Linked DNA regions of Oryza sativa: region 1 is linked to region 2. The links are chromatin contacts, called in public HiCAR-type maps. All regions are on one chromosome and are shown on one strand. Each heading gives the region's core, a stretch centred on a gene start, on an enhancer-like site or on the middle of the called end of the contact. The rest is flanking DNA. Distances are from core to core; before and after follow the strand shown.

Region 1 (2,804 bases), core at 113-2,612, 150 kb before region 2:
CAATGGTCTTGCAAGTTGAGAAATATATACAAATTTTAAAGGATGCAATACGTATATAATTTCATTCAGATAATCAGATATCAGAATTTATGTATAAAAAAACTAATAAGAAAGAAAAATGTTCTGTGTTCTTCAGTACCAATCCAGTGGTCTAATTAGGAAAAAATTTAGCATAAGGAATCACTCTCTTTGTGTTGGATATTAGAACTACATGACTAGATGAGGGATCATTTCCTTCCGGTCAGTATTTCTGCCATTTTTGTACAAACTACTGAATGGACAAATAAAATGCACAGGTCACAAAAAATATTTCTCATTTATTTTGCACCTCAATGAAAAAAAGAATAATACCATGCAGTATTGAGGTAATCAGGTATTGCAGATTCAGTGTATTAGAATATTATTAGATGCAAACTGGCAAACTGTATGCTGAAATTAGATGGTTGAGCATTATCAGAAGTTCACAACAACAATTTCTTCATGGGATCAAACTAAAACCATCCATCCAAATAGATTAGTATAATTCTCATTCTCTACAACTATTCATAGTTCCCTACTTGGCTACTTCGCTCAACCAAACCGAGCAATAGCAATGTCTGTCATGAAGAGTAAGTTAAACATTTTGGTTTCACCTCTGCACCTTTTGTTGTTGTCGCAGGAGATGACGTGCACGGACTGCACGCCTAGCGCGTCGGCGGACCGGAACGCCGCGGAGACGTTCCCGAAGTCAGAGAGCCCCTCCACGACGAGGCAAACGGAGTAGCTCCGGTTCTCGACGGCGCGGCGGATCCGCTCCCGCCGCGCCTCCATGATGTGCGGCTCCAGCACCTCCAGCACCTCCCGGCTAGTCAGCTCCACGCCCCCCGCCGCCCGGAACGCGTCCAGGTAAGGGAACCACCTCCGCCCCGCCCCGCCGGGGGGGAAGTCCCCGTCCGCGCGACGCTGCAGCTTCATGAGCCGGTCGATCCGGCCCCTTCCCGCGGAGGAGGAGGAGGAGGAGGCGGGGGGCTTCGTAACGAGGAGCTGCTCCACGGTGTCGACCCCGTCGGCGGCGTCGCCGTCACTGGCGGCGGCGGCGGCGGTGGAGAGAGGGGAGGCGCGGATGCGAGATGGAGGCGGAGGAGGGGGCCTGGGGCGGGGGATGGAGGCGAAGGCGGAGGCGAGGGAGGAGACGGAGAGCGTCCTGGAAGCCATAGCTGCGGCGGAGGCGGCTCGCCGGCGTTCGTCTCCTGTAAGAACTGGACTGTGGGGAGGAGGAGAGCAAGTCGCCGCCGCCGCCGCCGCCGCGCTCACCGCTGCTGCTGCTGTCCAAATTCCAACTGCTAGTGAGTAGTGACCGCTCGATAGGCTGGAGTGTCTCGCGCTCATCAGAACGGGCTGGGCTGGCAAGTTTAGCTGCGGCACATTACGGCCCAGGCCCATACTGCGACGAGATGCAGCGGGGTGTGCACGGAGCCCTTGGAGTGGTTGGTGAACTGGTGATCGGGCCGTGCGGCCACCTACCTGGACTGGACAGACTATCAGAGTCTCCAGCTCCTCAATTGCCGCTGGCCGCTGCTAGCTTTCCTTTCTCTTTTCCTGCATAATAAAAAAGTTGTGTAACAAGTCACCATTTTCAGCAACACTCAGCAAATTACCACTAAAATTTCCAAAGAGCTTTATTCACACCAGAAATTCAGAAACAACACCATCTCCCGAGTGGCCAAAATAGTTGGAGAAGGTTAAGATAGTGAGTAATGTGGATATATCGACAGCGCCCCTTCTGCGAATTATATATGTGCTAGACTGTTGAGAACGTCAATTCCAAATCTAGTTTCAAGAAGATACATTGCAAAGACAAGCCATGAATCACCCTTCAAGGTCGCTTCAACAGATCTGCTTCAACAGATCTGGCATCTTCTCCCTTTCATGGTCTTCTTCCCTTCTGTTGGAGGCGTGAAATTGGAATCGATGGATTGGATTTTAGGCTGTGGAGAGAAGTGCAAAAGCTATACGCATGGAGGCGGCAGTGGATCTCAGGGTGGAGAGATGATGGTGCCCCCGCCGGCGGCTGTGCGACGGGAAGAGGATGGCTCGATGTATCCCTAGACAGGGGGGGGGGTCAGCGGCTCCCCAAGTTTTCGGCTTGGTTTGTTGTTTTGAGTCTTTCAACACATCGGCTCAACTCTAAAGAAGGCTTGGATGCATGCGTCAGCTGTCTACGCGGTGTCGCACATGAGGCATGGTGCGACACTGCTGCAAGAATTTTTTTCCTCGTCCAAGTCTGCTTTGTCGACGAGGACAAGATCTGCTGCCGCCTGCCAGTGCAGAGCCTCCTACCGCCCCCCCCCCCCCCCGCATCGCCGACATCGAAAACCAGTCAGGGAAGAGTGGATGACTTCTGGTTCAACATCAACACAGTGGCCTACTTCGAGGCGGTGAGGATTGTTTGCATGAAGAAATCCTTTTATAAGCCCAAGGTATACATCCTTTATATAAGTTGTTGGGTTTGTAATAAGTGAAATATTAATCACGTTAACAAATCGTTGTTGAATACTGAGTTAAATAAACAAAAAATGAACAATGAATCTCTTTAATTTATGGTCTTGTTATACAAAAATATTACAATAAACAAACAAAATCTGTCAACCTTTAGGTTGAGATGACATGAAACAGTTGGGTTGATCTTATTTTGGATTCTGTTTGGTTAGAGAAACTAGAGGCCAAATCATATAGGGCTAGAAGTCAGACCGGTCAATGCAAAACCAAGCAACAACAATACATTTTTCTCGATTACACATGGTTATCTCGTGTTAATATTTCGC
Region 2 (2,900 bases), core at 39-2,538:
ATATATCACTCATGTTACAGAAGGGTAAGTTTTTCTGCACTTCATACTGATTTTCTGTAACTATCCAAACTCTCCAGAGCTAGGCTAAAGACCTTGAAATATCAACATGAACAAACTCCAAGTCTACTTGTTATGTAGTGTGTCAATAACCAAGAATATTTTTTTTATCAGAATAACCAGTAAAAATAAAAATCAATAAGTTTGTTATACTATGTTCCATATGCTAATACTATTTTTCCAACCAGGATTGTCACCCTATTTCCACTATTTAGATGGAAACGACACAGTCATGTAGAAACACCACATTATCCCATTGCCAATGGTCTATCAACTGCATGTGCACTTCCAGAAAATTTAACTTGAATAATGTAGTATCCAGCTGTTCCGATATACCGCGTCAGTGTATATTGTTAACACATGGTGACTCAATTCATCAGTGAAGTTATATCAAAACTCGTTGAGTCTTATCCAGAACTGAAGATGTAAAGGGAGGACGAGGGTTTACACTTCTGCCTGGGCGTACACCTCAGAGCCAAGATTGACCATGGATCGCATACTGGTGACTCCATTCTTCTCCAAATTTTCGATGTTCCTTTTCAAGTCCAAGCTGAGACCATCCAAAAACCGAAATCAACGGCCATAATAATCAGCATCGCATCAACACGGTAACCCGGAATCACAATAATCATTGAGGTTTTACATACAAGATTCTACGGGAAGCGAATCTTACAAGGTCTTCTGCTGCTGGAACACCTTGTCCCGCTGCGCGATGGTGTTCACAAGGTCCGGCTTCAGTCTCCGGTCGACGAAGTCCTCGAACTTCTTCACCTTCTCCTGCCGCACCCGCGCCTCCGCCGCGGCCATGGCCATCGCCCCCGCAACCCGGATTCCCCTCGGCACTGTTCTCGATGAGCCAGACACCCCCGCCTTCCTCGACGGCGAGCCCACCCTCTAGCCGCGACGACCCCGTGCGGCGGAGCCCTCGGAAGCAAGGGAGAGCAAGCGGAGGAGCGGCCGAGCAGCCAGGCGGCGGCGGCGGAGGGGTTCGAGACTTTGAGGCTGAAGCGGTCGCCGCCTCCACGCGAAGGAGTTGGGCCGCGGCCGCGCCGGGGACGATGGGCCACACGGAAACTTTCGAGGCCCAATTGGTGGGAAACTGCTTACAGTACGAGCGTTGTTGCCACGTTTGCTTTGCTCCTCCCGATGGTTTAGTACCACCTCGCTTGTTCAGCTCGATGAGGCGGTCGCGCGAGCTATAAAATGAGTCGCAGGGCTCCGTCACAAAGCATACCTTTCTCGGCCTTTTGGCTAAGATCAAGTGTAGTATCTGTTCTTATCAGTTTAATATCTGATATGTGGGCCATGTGTTCACTTCGATATTAAATTTATTTTTTGTGGGGGAGGGTCCACCACAGTGGCTTGCCACTGGGGCCCTCGCGTGTCGCCCAGGCGTTGCACTACCGCCCGGGCCTGGCGCACCCCAACCAAATCAAGTTTAAATTTTGATTATAAGCAAAATTGATGGCCCACCTCAACTAAATTAGATTCAAACTTTAACCTGAAAGTTGTACTACTAGTAGATTTGTTGAAATAAAGGGCTTGTTTGGTACCCCAGGGTCCACTTCCATCCAGTTCATCCAGGGTCCACTTCCTCTACCCAGCTCCACTTCCATCCAGTTTTGGTTGAGCTGTGGAGGTGGAAACTCCAGAAGGGGTGGAGCTAGAGCTGTGTCAAACAGACTCAAAATATCGATATCGAGAAAACACGCTTAAAAAAAAGATTTTAGTCGCGACTAAATGTAAACACAAACCAAATTAATCTGAAATTCCAAATTAATACTCCCTCCGTCCCATAATATAAGGGATTTTAAGTTTTTCTTACAACGTTTGATCACTCGTCTTATTCAAAAAATTATCAAATTCTTTCTTAATAATCTGCAATTCGTGTGAAATATGTATAAGATTTGAATGCATGCTAGAGATTTCAATTGAATTGGGATTAAACACATCGCTGTCCTTTCAACTCGGACCATTCAGTACAGGTGGAGTGAAAACCAGCAGCAGTCGTCATCGATCTCGAGCGCCACATGAAAGATCATCCAGATCCAAACAAACCATCTGCAAATCGAAGCGGAATCCGCCGGTGAGCCGCGGCAACCGCAGCCATGGACGAGAGGCCAGCGCTGCCGCCGCCGCCGTCGGCGCCGCAGTCCCCGCCGTTCTCCGCGCCGGCATCGCCGTACTCGGCGCTCCACCCGCTGCTCCTCCCCTCCCCTAACCCGCACCTCCTCCTCAAGCCCAAGACGCTGACCCTCTCGCTCTCCTCGTCATCCCTCGGCTCGATGCCGTCTTCCTCCCCGCCTGGCCCCGCCGTCACCGACGCCTGGGAGCTCGTGACGCCCACCGCCACCGTCGTCGCCGTGGGCGCTGCCGCCGTGGACGACGGCGGCCTCGACGACTGCGACGTCTTCCCCCCGCGCCTCCACGAGGGGCTCGGCGTCGAGGGGGAGGCGGAGGAGGCTGCGGCGAAGGAAGGGGAGGAAGACGACGGCGAGGAGGATGATGATGATGATGATGATGAATTTGGTGATGGGGAGTGGCTGTGGGGGTGGGGGAGGTGCCGCGCGGCGGCGAGGCGAGCGTGGGCGGCCGGGGTCGGGGCCGTGCGGGAGGGGCTGATGGTGCACGGGACGTGCGGGTGCCCCGCGGTGAGGCCCGCCGTGTGGTCGGCGGCGGGCGCGGCCGTTGTGGTGGGAGCGCTGCTCTACGCGCGCCGGCGGGACAGGAGGGAGAGGGACCTGCTCGTGCTGCTCTCGCAGGAGAAGGATAAGGTTTGAATCTCTATATAATTCTATAGGTTTTCTGGTTTAATTTCATCGTCGGTATTCTGGTATCATGAA

Evidence for each region. HiCAR-type assays count read pairs that join an accessible place to other places.
Region 1: a contact with region 2 is called in a HiCAR-type map of leaf, with 2.0 times the contacts expected there. The contact joins the promoter of LOC4343801 here to the promoter of LOC112936031 in region 2. A contact is called at or near these places in 1 of 15 Hi-C or Micro-C datasets (seedling) and 1 of 4 datasets of contacts at active chromatin or transcription factors (leaf).

The regions. Positions count from the first base shown.
Region 1 is chr7:24,612,439-24,615,242 of ASM3414082v1, reverse strand. It overlaps LOC4343801, which reads right to left and starts at 1,362. Exons shown (of 6, transcript XR_001547227.2): 1 at 641-1,362.
Region 2 is chr7:24,466,797-24,469,696 of ASM3414082v1, reverse strand. It overlaps LOC112936031, which reads left to right and starts at 1,288. Exons shown (of 2, transcript XM_015789462.3): 1 at 1,288-2,831. The coding sequence starts at 2,166. It overlaps LOC4343790, which reads right to left and starts at 1,024. Exons shown (of 5, transcript XM_015789728.2): 1 at 731-1,024; 2 at 506-607. The coding sequence starts at 870. It also overlaps LOC4343789.